Linked DNA regions of Cricetulus griseus: region 1 is linked to region 2. A link is a contact called in public Hi-C data. All regions are on one chromosome and are shown on one strand. Each heading gives the region's core, a stretch centred on a gene start, on an enhancer-like site or on the middle of the called end of the contact. The rest is flanking DNA. Distances are from core to core; before and after follow the strand shown. Region 1 overlaps Arntl2 (aryl hydrocarbon receptor nuclear translocator-like protein 2). Region 2 holds the start of LOC118239255 (eukaryotic translation initiation factor 1-like).

Evidence for each region. A called contact is a pair of places that touch in the nucleus more often than the background predicts.
Region 1: a contact with region 2 is called in a Hi-C map of the CHK-Q cell line, with 5 times the contacts expected there. The contact joins the enhancer-like site here to the promoter of LOC118239255 in region 2. A contact is called at or near these places in 4 of 8 Hi-C or Micro-C datasets (the CHK-Q cell line, the CHO-K1 cell line and liver).

What each region holds. Positions count from the first base shown.
Region 1 is chr8:2,896,268-2,903,027 of CriGri-PICRH-1.0, reverse strand. Arntl2 (aryl hydrocarbon receptor nuclear translocator-like protein 2) reads left to right here. Exons shown (of 15, transcript XM_027430095.2): 8 at 3,530-3,770; 9 at 4,235-4,341; 10 at 4,799-4,919. Among named protein-coding and RNA genes, the nearest start is that of Smco2, 29 kb to the right of the region's middle. Within about 2 kb of position 2,352, at least 1 of the 6 cell types and tissues checked has open chromatin away from gene starts, as enhancers often do.
Region 2 is chr8:2,710,049-2,716,751 of CriGri-PICRH-1.0, reverse strand. LOC118239255 (eukaryotic translation initiation factor 1-like) reads left to right here and starts at 5,024. Exons shown (of 3, transcript XM_035448677.1): 1 at 5,024-5,085; 2 at 5,882-5,957. It overlaps Ppfibp1 (liprin-beta-1), which reads left to right. Exons shown (of 29, transcript XM_027430084.2): 8 at 293-385; 9 at 2,139-2,253; 10 at 5,024-5,085; 11 at 5,882-5,957.

The DNA of each region.
Region 1 (6,760 bases), core at 1,103-3,602, 190 kb before region 2:
TTAACTATAGGTAGACCAGTTATTTCTTGTTTTCATGTAAGGGAGTGAATACATACACAGTGCTGGTCTTTCTGATCTCACATGACGCTGTATCCTCCAATCTCTTTCGTTTTACCACAAATAGTGGGATTCCGTTTTCCTCTGTGTAAGAACGGTGCTCCATTGTTTATAACCCGTCTGAACCTGTCTGACTGTTGACGGGTTCTTAGGCTGATTCCCATCTTAGCGGGTATGACCGTGTGCTTTAAATATGGAATTTGGTGTGTGGGGAGAGTCTCTCTGTACCTTGACTTTGTTTCTCTGGAGTGGCCAGATGTCATGATACTGTAGCTTTTTGAAGAATTTCCATACTGTTTTCCACCATTGCTATTAACAATGACCCCACACACACACACACACTGTCTTTGTGGCTCCCTCTTTCTCCACAGCCTCCCCAGCATTTATTCGTCCTTTTGATTGTGGCCATTCTAACTGGGGTAAGGTGGAATCTCATTCTCTTTTGAGTTCACATTTTTCTGATGGCTAAGGCTACTGATCATTGTGTTACATATTCCTTGGCCATTTGTATTTCTTCCTTTCGGCGGGGTCTTAGTTAGCGTTACTATTGCTATGATGAAACACCATAACCAAAAAGCAACTTGGGGAGGAAAGGGCTCCTTTGGCTCACACGTCCTCATTATAGTCCATCGACAGAAACTCAATCAGGGCAGGAACCTGGAGGCAGGAGCTGATTCAGAGACCGTGGAGGGTGCTGCTTACTGGCTTGCTTCTCATGGCTTGCTCAGTCTGCTGTCTTATAGAACCCAGGGCCACCAGTTTAGGGAGGGCACCACCCATAAGGATTTTTGTTTGTTTGTTTGTTTGTTTTTTAATGCCTTACAGGCTTGCCTACAGCCCAGTTTTATGGAGGCATTTTTAAAACTGAGGTTCCCACCTCTTAGATGAATTTAGTTTGTGTCAAGTTGACACAAAACTATCCAGCACAAATGGAGACTCTTTGGATTGATTTCTATTTTGTTAAGTTTGTATGCTCTTTAGATATGGTGGATATCAACTTTTGTCAGATGAGTCACCAACAATAGTCTCACCAACAATAGTCTCTGGGTTGTGTTTTCTTTTGTTGACCATTCCCTGTGCTGTGAACTAGATTTTGAGCCTGGGGATCCCACCTAGGTAAAGATTGCCTGTCCCAGCATCTGGTCTGCAATGTTTCCTATTTGTAACTTCAGAAGTCTGAGTCCCACACTGAAGTCTTCATACATGTTTCAGTTGACATCCGTGGAGGGTGAGAGACAGGGCTTGAGTTTCAGTTCTGCATACGCTGTCCAGTTTCCCCAGCACTGTTTGTGGATAAAGCTGTCCTTTCTATTTTCCACACCAGTTTTGAGAATCAGCTGGCCTCAGACATGTGGGTTTCTTTCTGGGTTCCTCATGCTGTTCCGTTGGTCTGTGTATATATTCTTGTGCCAATACCATGCTGTTTTTGTTACCACGACTCAGTGCTATATTTTGAAGCTAGACACTCCAGCTTTGCTCTTGGGACTCCTTTGTGCTTCCTTGGGAATTTTAGGTGGCTTTTTTTTTTTTTTTTGCTCTGGTGAGGATGTCATTGGTGCTCTGATGGGAACTACATTGGATCCGTAGACTGGAATTTTAGGTGGTTTTTTTATTTTCATCTGTGGTGAGGATGTCATTGGTGCTCTGATGGGAACTACATTGAATCTGAAGACTGCATTGAGTACAGCCAAGAGAACAAAGCTGGAGCTATTCTGCCGTGGGGTTTGTTTTGTCCTTGCTTTTTAAGAGGCATCAAGTTAGGTTGTGTATTTGAATCCTGTCTTCTTGACCTTATTATTTTTATACGAGCACTCATTGCTATAAAATTCCTTCTTAGTGATTTTTGCTCTGTGCCAAAGGTTTTAGCCCATTGTATATATATATGTGTGTGTGTGTTTTTTTAATTTTTAAAGAATTCTTAAGTTAGCATAGAAGATACCTGGTGTCACTGTGGGCATCTTTATATGTGTATATGTTATTCATGGGTTGTCTCATTGGTTCTTCTCTTCCTTGTGCCCCTCCCCATCCTAGGTTCCTTCCTCCCTCCTGTCAGTCCTCTTCTGCTTCCTCATCACAGTCACAGGTATTTCCATTTCTGTCTGTTTCAAGAGCATCTTAAATTCCCCATGCAGTGGGAGTACACTGTCCTGCCCCCATTCAGATACAGTTTTTAGTTCTCCTTACTGATTTATTGGCTCATCCCATCGTGACCAACAAAGATACAGGATATGATCTCATCCCTCAAGCATTTGTTAAGACTACTTTTGTGGCCCAACACAGTCTGCTTGAGAGACAATTCCCCCATGTGATGAAGAAAAGAGAAAACTGTGAACCGCACAGATGCTCAGAGGCCAAGCCAGTCTGTCTACACTTGGTCCTCAGCTCCGCCCTGCATGTGCTGTGACTGTAGCCCCTGCCTGTTCCCAAAGACAAGCAGACAATATCAGAGCACCTCACAGAACTATTAAGGAGGTTAAATGAGTTATACAATCCCAGCTGTAAGACCGCCCAACAGACTTGTGGCTCACCCTCTTCATGTCTGTCCTGCTGCTGACTGTAACTCTTAGGGCAACCTACAGCATTTTCTGTTAAAAGAAAAACTAACGTTTCTTTTTAAAGATTTATTGTTGGGGACCACAACATGATGTGATTCTTAAAGGCACTTGTGGCACAAGCCCAGTGGCCTGAGTTTAATCCCACAACTTCTCAAAGTTGTTCTCCGAGCTCCACATGCAGGCTCCTGCACATATACCCACACACACACCATACACACGATAATAGCAATAATGAAATCTATCGTGCTATCAGTCTTCCTGAATAATGCCAATTTAAAACAATGCCTGTTCAGGTCTTCTGCAAGTCCAGTCACAACTGAATGTTTTAAATAACTTGCATTAGGTTTTTCTCTGCGTTTTAACATTGAAGGCACTTTGTCTAAAGCATCTACCATGTGTGCACCACCCGTCTTCTGAGCCCATGTGACCGTTCCTTGTTTCCATAAACTTTCCTCATATTTGAGCAAACGATTTTTCTTTTCTTGTTTTCCTTTTTGGTGGGTTGGTTTGACAAGCTGCTTCATGGGAATTAGTTGCTTAGAATTTTTTTCTGAAAAGTCAAGGTTTTGAGTCTTTTTAAAAATACTTTTTATTGTGTTTCTAAATGCTCATCAAGCATTTCTGTGGTCCTACTATGACTATATATGTCTATCAATCATCATCACAAACAACAGTAAGATTTGTTTTTCATAATAGACAGACATGGTGGTGCAGGTCGGTAACCACTTGGGAGGCTGAGGCAATAGTATGGGGGTTAGGAGATAGTCTCTTATACATAGGAACTGGGGGCTAGCCTGAGCTACAGGATGAATTTGTCTCAAAAAAAAAAAAATTGGAGGAGGGAAGAAGGAAAGAGGAAGTGGTGGTAACATTGGCATTCATGTTGATCTAAGTGTATTTCTGTGGCTTCTCATTAGACCACAGGAAATTCTACACCGTCCATTGCACTGGCTACTTAAGAAGCTGGCCTTTGAATGTTGTTGGCATGGAGAAAGAGAGGGACAGTGTTAAAGACAGTGGTCCTCTTACCTGCCTTGTAGCCATGGGACGGTTACATCCATATGCTGTCCCTCAGAAGAGTGGCAAGATCAAAGTGAGGCCAACTGAGTTTGTGACCCGCTTTGCCACGAACGGAAAATTCGTCTACGTTGATCAAAGGTGAGCACTCAGGCTGTGGTGATGAGGAGCCCCGGGCCAGTTGAGGTTGTTTCAGGGGTGACTCGGTAGCTCTACAGGATTTTCCTTCTAATTGGGGCTTGAGGATAGTTTAAGTGGCATAAGGCTATGGTTGTTGGTCGTTTTGGTCAAGCCAGAGGGCAAACTTGGAAAAGCATTTCTTAGCAGTGGTGCTGAGGCTGGGCCTGCTCCATGGCCACTGTGTTGGCCACTGATGCCTTATAAGGGCATCAGCTGGACTTCATGGGGCCTCACCTGGGTGGCCTGTTTGGTGGCTCTGGTCTGTGGCTGGCGGGGACCAGGCAGTCCATAGGAGCCTAGTGGTCCACGTGACTAGCTCTTTCCCCGGGGCTGCTGCCTCAAAGTCACACCTGTGCTGGAGCTGCTGGATTCTGGGAGCCATCACCTTCAGTAAGTGCCATGCTAATTTTCTGTTTCAAAACCAGGGCAACAGCAATTTTAGGATACCTGCCTCAGGAACTTTTGGGAACCTCATGTTATGAATATTTTCATCAAGATGACCACAGCAATTTGACTGTCAAGCACAAAGCAGGTGGGTAATTCATCGAGAGCATAATTTAAAATGACAACTTCAGCCAGATGTGATGGATCACACTCAAAATCTCAGGACTTGGGAGGTGGCAGTAGAAGGATCAGGAGTTCCAGGCTAGCCTGAGCTATGTATCAAATCCCTATGTAAATAAATAAATAAGTGTCATTGTTATTGTAGTATCAACTCTCAATCTCTCGTTCCTTATGAAACCCCAAACTGGAGTTGATTCACAAGGCACTGGTTTTGGGTTTGGTGTTTGCTTTTGTTCTGGGATTCAGTACGGGCCCCTGGCTGGCCTAGATCCAGCAGCTACCCTCTTCGCACAAAGCCTCCCAAGGGCCGGGATTCCAGGCAGGAACCACCACACCTGGCTTGAGGTCGTTTCATTCTAAAGGCTGCTCTGCTGATCGCATCTTTTCTTGCGAAGTTCTGCAGAGTAAGGAGAAAATACTTACAGACTCGTATAAATTCCGCGTGAAGGATGGGTCCTTCGTAACCCTGAAGAGTCAGTGGTTCAGCTTCACCAACCCTTGGACCAAAGAGCTGGAGTACATCGTGTCTATCAACACGCTGGTTTTGTGAGTAGTTCTCTGTAACGATAACTCTTTCCGCCAGCCACCTGTGTTATGCCGCCACGTTAGGGCCCCCAAATAACACACAGAGACTTAATATTATTTACAATGCTGCTGGCCAATGACTAAGATTTCTTATTTTCTAGCTCTGTCTTAAGTATCAACCATAACCATTAATCTATATATTTTATAAAGACTTATCTTCTCAAGGACACCAGCGGCATGCATCCTCTTCCTGGGGATCACATGGTGACCCCTCTTTATTACGTTTCCCAGAATCCTCCTTCTTTCCTAGTCCTGCCTATCTTGCTTTCCTATTGGTCAACAGTGTTTTATTCATCAACCAATAAGACAAATACATATACAGAAGGACTTGCCCCATCAGTTCTTTGTCTTCTTATTTGTCCTACTTTCTTTTTTTTCTTTCTTTTTTTTTTTTTTTTTTTTCGAGACAGGGTTTCTCTGTGTAGCTTTGGAGCCTATCCTGGCACTCGCTCTGGAGACCAGGCTGGCCTCAAACTCACAGAGATCCGCCTGCCTCTGCCTCCAGAGTGCTGGGATTAAAGGCGTGCGCCACCAACACCCAGCAGCTTTGTCCTACTTTCAAGGGAGTGCCTCTGCTTTCCTTCAGAAGCCACCAAAACTTCATGGTCCTCTGGCTGTGCGGCAGCTCAGTTTGGGGATGGGTGCCAGGAGCCTGCACGGATGCCAGAATGCTTTGATCTCCCATATCCATCCTCAGAGCCTGTCATCATTAGTTACAACTCCTGGGGCAAAGTAAAGTCATTAAATGGCTGTTGTGCCCGATCATTTAGGAATAATGACAAGAAAAAAGTCTCTGTGTTTAGGAAAGATTTGGGTTTTCCTCCTCCAGTATTTTTGGTCCACAATTAGTGATCCCACAGTCAAACCCTGAGTCTGTGGTGGCCACTGGTGCCTGAGAATTTTCTTTGTTCTTCATTGATGTTAAGTTGTTCAAGTTAAGCTGACAGTTCGCCCTTTGTAATCTACCCCTTTCGTGCTTGATATAATGTCTGGTGGTAAAGGTAGGTAGGTATGGTTTGCACACCTGTGATCCTGGCACCTGGGAAGTAGAGGCAGGAGGATGAGAAACTCAAAGCTATCGTTGGCTACGAAGGGAGTCTGAGGCCAGCCTAGACTACATGAGACCTTGTCTCAAAACAACAGCAACAACAGTTCCCCAAAAACCACCACCCCAAAAACCAGAAGACGAAGAACCACTGACTCAATGGTAGAGTATTTGCCTAACGTGTGTAGGGAGTGATCCTGATTACAAGCACTGCTGACCACGCCTACTTGGGCTCCGTCACAGGTACTTAAGAGGGGTTTAAGAGCCAGGGGGGACAAGCACGTGGGTCTCTCGCTAGGCTGAGCTGACTGGGAAGCATTTCTGGGTCCATCCTGCTCAGGTGGAAACCTGGTCACTGGTTCCCTTACGTGAGTATTTTCCCCTAATAAACTACTGGTTATTACCTATCTCTGACTGCACTATGTAATCATCAATACAAGTGCATGACCCTGGGTTCAGTTTCCCCAGCACAGGTGGGGAGAGGGCCAGGCACACACATTTAATGTCAGTACTAAGGAAGAAGAGGCAGGCAGGTCTCTGAGTTCCAGGTCAACCTGGTCTACATAGCATGGGCAGGCCAGCCAGGACCCTGTCTTGAAACAAAAACAAAACAAAAAAGAAAAGAAAGATGTATCTTCTATGCCTGTGGCCAGTACTGCCACCAAGTAGCAGAAATCTGGCCTTGTCTTCAGGTGAAGTGCCTACCTTTAGCCAGCTCAGCTTAGCCTAAGCTTCGTTGCTTTGCTAAGTTTATAAG
Region 2 (6,703 bases), core at 3,775-6,274:
GTCCAGCAGGATTATTCCACAGCATTCCAACAATAGCATTTTCCTAGTCAGAATCGTGGCTGCATTAGGTTTCATAAGCCCAGCACTTGGGGGCAGAGGTCCTGGAAACTTAAGTTACTGTGTTAATGCAAGTATGCTTTGGCTGTCAGGGGTAAATATCACCATATCTTCCTTTGTTAGGACTGGTTCTCACAGCTCATGTCTGAGGAGCTGTTGCTGGCTTAGGGCTTCCTGGCTACTCCTTTTGGAACTGTGCTATACCCTTTTCTAATTAATTAATATTTTTTGACAGGGGCTAATACAAGAGATCAGTGATTTGAGGTTAAAAGTCAGTGAAATGGACAGCGAAAGACTTCAGTATGAGAAAAAACTTAAGTCAACTAAAGTAAGTTTCTCTCTGAAAAAAATTTTTTTAAATGTGGTCTACCATTCTGTGATCAATCATATATAAAAGTGTTTCTAACTAGTACATGATAACGAACATACCTTATGAGTAAACGGTGTCTCCCTGAAGCTGGAGACGCCGAGCTTACGAGCTAGAGCTCTCAGTAGAACCCAGGGCTTGATTAATTTGGCAGGACACAGCCTGCTGTCTCTGAATTACCTAACTTTCTTATGAACTGATACTGTTTTCTCGGTTATTTTGCTTGTCTTTTTCTGCCTTGTTTTCTCTCATCCCTCTGTCTCTCTACCAGTCTTTAATGGCCAAACTTTCTAGCATGAAAATCAAGGTGGGTCAGATGCAGTATGAGAAGCAACGGATGGAACAAAAGTGGGAGTCCCTGAAGGTGTAGTAGACTTTGTCGGGAGCCCCCTGGCTGTTGCTCTCTGGCTCATGTCGTTTTGCTGTGATGGTGTTTTTAGTAGCATGTGCATTTAGTGTGTGTGTGTGTGTGTGTGTGTGTGTGTGGTGTGTGTGTGTTGTGTGTGTGTGTGTGTGTGTGTGTGTGTGCCACCTGTTCATAAAGAACACATACACCCTGATTAAAAGGACAATGCAATCTCTAATGTAAATAATGAATGGTTGAAATATAAAAGTATTGGCATATAAGCTTATTTCTTAGACTATGTGACCCCTAAGCATAATAAAATAATTGTTAAAAAGTTCACCTGTGGAAGAATTTCATCTCAATAACTGGAGCTGGCTGTCCTCTGTTAGGGTTTTCTGGAAGGTCAGTGTGTATGATGAGTTCATCATTATGGCGGGGAAGAGAAGTCACTGCTCAGAGCCCTGCAGGAGGAGGGATCAGCACAGCTTGCAGGGCTATGGAGGTTTCTGAACTGGACTCCATCCTTACCATAAGTCAGGAGTACAAGGCCAACTTGGCGTCCCGAGTGGATTTTTCATAGAACTGCACGTACAGATAGCTGAATGAAGGTTCTGAGAGTAAATGCCACACTGAGTAAAAGGCAGACGAGTTGTCATTGCACAACTAGTTTCTGCATCAGATACAGGCTGCAACATATAAATTTGCTACAGCGAGTACTTTGTAAAGCAAAACTGAAACTGAAAACATTTGCAAACACATCGGTAGCCTCAGAAGCTTTTGCAGGTACACCATCACCAGGAAGACTTAAGTCCTCTTTTTCTAGATTCCTCTTTCCCATTGCTGCAGGAATCTGTCTTACTCAGTGATGAGGGTGAATTATCTAGTCCACCACAATTTAGTCACGTCACCCCCAAATTGCCTCCCCTTGGCTACTGAAGCCCAGTGGTTATCCCAGAATCATGAGAGTCTCCTTGAAATGCTGAGGAAGCCAAGCAAGTGTTTTTGAATTTGTATTTTATTTTGCTTTTTATGACATGTATCTAATTTTGACTGGCATCTTTGATTAACTTGGTGAGACTTTCTGATTTAACGTAGGTGGAACTTTAGCGAATACCATGTCCTGGTTATTCTTCTGTTACTTCTTACATTTACTCACAAACTTGAAACAGCCACACTGTAATTATTACAAATTACTCATATTAGCAGTGCTCCCCATCGCCTTTGTCTAATTTGTGTTTGTGTGTAAGTTTTTGCAGATTTCTGTCTCATTCACATAGTCTGAGTTTTGACTTTCAGGGCTAATATGCTCTATAAATATTCCTCTTCTGCCGTAGTCTACTGTTGTAAAATGAATTTGTGATTTTGTAGGACGAACTGACGTCTTTAAAAGAGCAACTGGAGGAGAAGGAATGTGAAGTAAAAAGGCTGCAGGAAAGAGTGCTGTGCAGAACGAAAGGAGACGGGATGGAAATCCTTGATCGAGGTAAGACTGGCTGGCTGTCGCTTGATGCCTTGCTCTGTTAAAATCCCATGAAATACAGGAGAGGAACTGACACTGGACAACAGAAAAACAACTCCAGTGACATTAAAAACTTATATTTGGGTCTGGTGGAGTGACACACAGCTGCTGTCCCAACTCATGGATACGGAAGCAGAAGGGTCGTAGGTTAGACCCCAGCCTGGGTGACACAGGGAGACCCTGGTTCCATTTTTTCTTTTTTTAAATCTTGAAATATAATATGTATAATATCTGGAATACTAGGTCAGACTTTACCTTCCTTTGTGATGTGTACGCACACATGTATGTATGTATGTATGTATGTATGTATGTATGTATGTATGTATGTATGTATGTCTGTATGTGTGTGTGTATGTATAAATATGTCCAGTGGCAACCATGATGCTGAACACCAGAGCAATTTCTGGCTCATTTAGACAGCCAGATTCCAGTTGGTGGAGCTCTGTTATGCTGTGCCTTGTATGGAAACAAATAGCATTTTTTTTTGGGGGGGGGAGCTTTCGAGACAGGGTTTCTCTGTGGCTTTGGAGGCTGTCCTGGAACTAGCTCTTGTAGACCAGGCTGGTCTTGAACTCACAGAGATCCACCTGCCTCTGCCTCCCGAATGCTGGGATTAAAGGTGTATGCCTCCACTGCCCGGCTACAAATAGCATTTTATACCCATTGGAAACTCAGTTTGCCAAGCTTTAGAGAAGTGGGCTTTCCTTGCTGAGTTTTGACACAAGTAAAATAATGTTATAGGACATTCAGAAACAGACCACCATTTTTGGATCGAACCTGCTAATCACATGCTGTACCCCTGAACCACAATGGTGGTCCCACTTTTAGGGTTTAAGAATAGAATGGACCCTGTGAGTGCATGTAGGCTAGAGATGTATTTGGGGAGTGCTGCCCACTCTGAATCGGGGATTGGAACCAGTCTGAAATGCTCATCGTCACGCAGGGCCAGCTAAGCTCAGGATCTGAACATAAGGGCTTAGAAACCTCGTGGCAGTCTGACACTGATCCTGACTGTGTCATCAGTGGACTTGTCTCCTTGAGCAGTGATGTTGGACTTTAGTGTTGGGTGTGGCACAGAGTCAGGAGGACCAGGTGTCAAACTGACAGGTGGAAAAACTACCAGAGTGACACTGGCCTGTCCACATCCTGGCTGGTTTGGCCCGTGGGCCTAACTTTCACACGGAAACGGTGAGGTTCAGAAAGCTGAAGCTTGGAGGGAGCAATTCACCTGACTGCACAGTAGTTCTTCCTGCGGCTGCAGGCCCAAAGGCATGCGGTGTTGCTTCACATTCTGGGTTATTTTTGAGATTAGAGTTCCAGCGTTTAGGTAAAAGGAAACCAAATACTAGGACCTTTAAGATGGATTTTTATTGTTGTTGTAATGTGTGCTAACTTCCAACCCAATGGGTTTTCCGTGCAGATGAAAATGTTAAAAAGAAGCTCAAGGAGAAAAGTAAGGTTCTTGGTGTATTTTCCCATCAGCTTCTCATTCGCCATTGGTGCCACTCCGTCTTTGCATGTTTAAAACATTCCTGTCAGTAAACATGTGCAGCTGCTTCATCAATAAGCCCCCCATTTCTTCACGGTGTACAAAACAGAGGCTAGACAGACGGACTATAGAATGCAGAGGAAAAGATCATGTTGCAGGTTTTTTCCCCGCAGCCTGTTCACTTCCCAGAGTACAGCAGGGCACACAGAGAAGTGAGCTGAGAAAGCGTGCTCTCTGTGGTGTGGGAGGCACAGGTGCAGAGGACAAGACAGCACGCACATCTGTGGAGACTTGGCTCTCGTCTCCATGGCAGAGCATGTGCTGAGCTTCGCTCCATCTGCCACAGAACTCATTATGTGAGGGGGTCTACTCTGAAGCTTTACGGAGCCCAGGCTATTTAATGCCCCATAAACTTAAACCCTTACTTGACCGCAGAGCATGAGTTCATAGGTTAAGGGAATTTGCTTTAAAACAAACAACAAACTGACCTCAGCCATTCCTAATTGAAAATGCATCAGTACAATTTTTAAACTACTAGAATCCCCTCTCCCCCATAAGTTGGTAACTTTGTCTAAATATTCTGTTTCCATATTGTAATTGTAGGCTCACTTTGGGGTTAAATGTTCACTTTACTTAAAGTGCTTTAAGTTTTCAATTTTCAAGTAAGGCTTGTATTTGGTCATCAGACTTTAAGGAGAGTGGCATTGTGCACACTGTGGCTGTGGTGTCTTGGTTTCTGTTTTAGAACAGTGTTAGAAGTGAGGCTTGCAGATGAAGCAGGTTACTCTCTCTCCGTCCTGTGGAATGACAGCTGGCTCCTCAGCATGGCTGCTCACATGAACACACGCTCAGGCTCTCACCGTGGCATCCCCAGCTTGGCCATGACTGAGCACCGCCCCTCCGCCTTGGTCATTGGGAATACCATCCATTGCTCTCACTCACTGCCCATGACCTCCTGTTTTGAAAACTCAGTTACTGTCATCACTGCTGCACCCATATTTCACCGTTGGTGTCTAGAGGAAGATTTTTGTTCTTTCTCTAGGAAAGGGTATCTTGCTTTCCCCTGCCTACATTGCTGTCTTTCTGGAGTGACAACTGTGTGGGTGAGGCAGAAAGTGCTCACCTCTTACTGTCCCTAAGAGGGAATCATTGCCATGTTTACCTTGAAAGTTTCCAGGCAGAAGAACCGTGGCTTCTCTCACAGGGTAGCTGGTGTGCTTCTTAACAATGTGGCTTCATTTTCAGACATTGAAGTGCAGAAAATGAAAAAGGCTGTGGAATCCCTGATGGCAGCAAATGAAGAGAAGGTGGGTAGAAATGGAATGTAAGTTTTATCGCTGTTCTGTTTACGCTCTGTATCATCCTGACTGCTGTATGCAGTTCCTTGAGCCACTTCACCCGGACAGGACACACTCAAGACTCCACTGATGTTAAGGGGTCTTCCTAGTCTCTTCTTACTTGAGTGTGCACTGTGTCCATGATGTCACTTATGATTCTGTGCGTGCATCTGTGCGTGTGTGTGTGTGCACACGCGCGTGTATGTGCATGTGTGCCCCCCAAACATATGAAAGCTGAAAGTTAAGGTCAGGTTGACTTCAAATGTCTTTTTATTCTCTCTCCATCTCATTTTTAAGACGGTCAGTGACCTTTGAGCTTGCTGATTGAGCTAGATTGGCTGGTCAGCAGGCTCTGGGAGTCCAGTTCTATCTTTCTAACCCACTCCCCAAAAGTGCTGAGGGTACCTTTGCCATGCCCCATGTTTGCTGGGGATCTGAACTCTGGAATTGTTTCCACTGGGATCAAAGGCAAGTCATTAGGCTCAGTGTTGGGTCTCTCCCAACAGTGGGCTGTCTCACTGGCTCTTGATTTTGTTGTTGTGGAATGCTGTTATATCAGTTTTATTTTTAAAGATGGCAGGTTAAAGAATTTGTAAGATCAGGGGTGCTGTTCATATGTCTGTGATACACATAGGAAAAGTACAGCTATTGCCACTTTTACCAAAGTTTGGAAATATTTTCAGATAATGCAAACAGTTCACAGCACTTACCTTTCCTGCTTGAGAACTGTCATAGTGGTGATGGTGATGGTTTATGCCGTTTGCAGGATCAGAAGATAGAAGATCTCCGGCAGTGCCTGAACAGGTACAAGAAAATGCAGGACCCAGCAATTCTGGCCCAAGGTAATAGAGTAGAATACATTTCTTGAAACCTTCCTACTCCATTTACACTTAACCAGCCATGAGCTTACATGTTTGGACTCAATTTCTTATGTAGTTCATATGCGTCATCCCAGATTGGGTGGCTCATCTGTGTATTGACGTAGTGCTAGGCAGCCATGCTTGTGGGGAGCACTCCGGCAGACGAGTGTGCTGTAGATGCCTGTGTCAGTGAGAATGTCTCTGTCAGAGAGTTCTAGGTGCCAAGAGCCTTGGATGTTTTAGAAGGAGACCAGTGTGTCTGGAAAGTGCTGAGTTGTGGAGAGGGTGTGGCATGATGTCCTGAGAGGAATCTCAGTAGGGCTGGGTTGGACATCTGCTCTTAAACAAGTATAGAGAATCCAGTGAGGTTTTGTTTTGTTGGTCTGAGAGCTTGAGCCTAGGGCTTTGCACATGCTAGGCAAATGTTCTCCCACAGAGCTACACCCCAAGCCCGGGGCTGAATAACAAGTTTGCAACGTGACCTTTGCCAGAAAAGGGTGATAAGGAAGACCAACCAGTATCAGCAGCAGGGGAAGCCAGTCAAAAGATTCTTGCAGTCATTGTGACTGCTGAGAGAGACCCAGTGGATCTGAATCGACCAGACGCAGTAAGGTTGTGACATGCTGTAGTAGATGATGGTCATGAACAAGGGGAAATAAATCAACAAAGACATAGACATCTGTGGCTAAAGCCACTGTAAGTGATGACATCGTTTCCCAAGGCCAGGG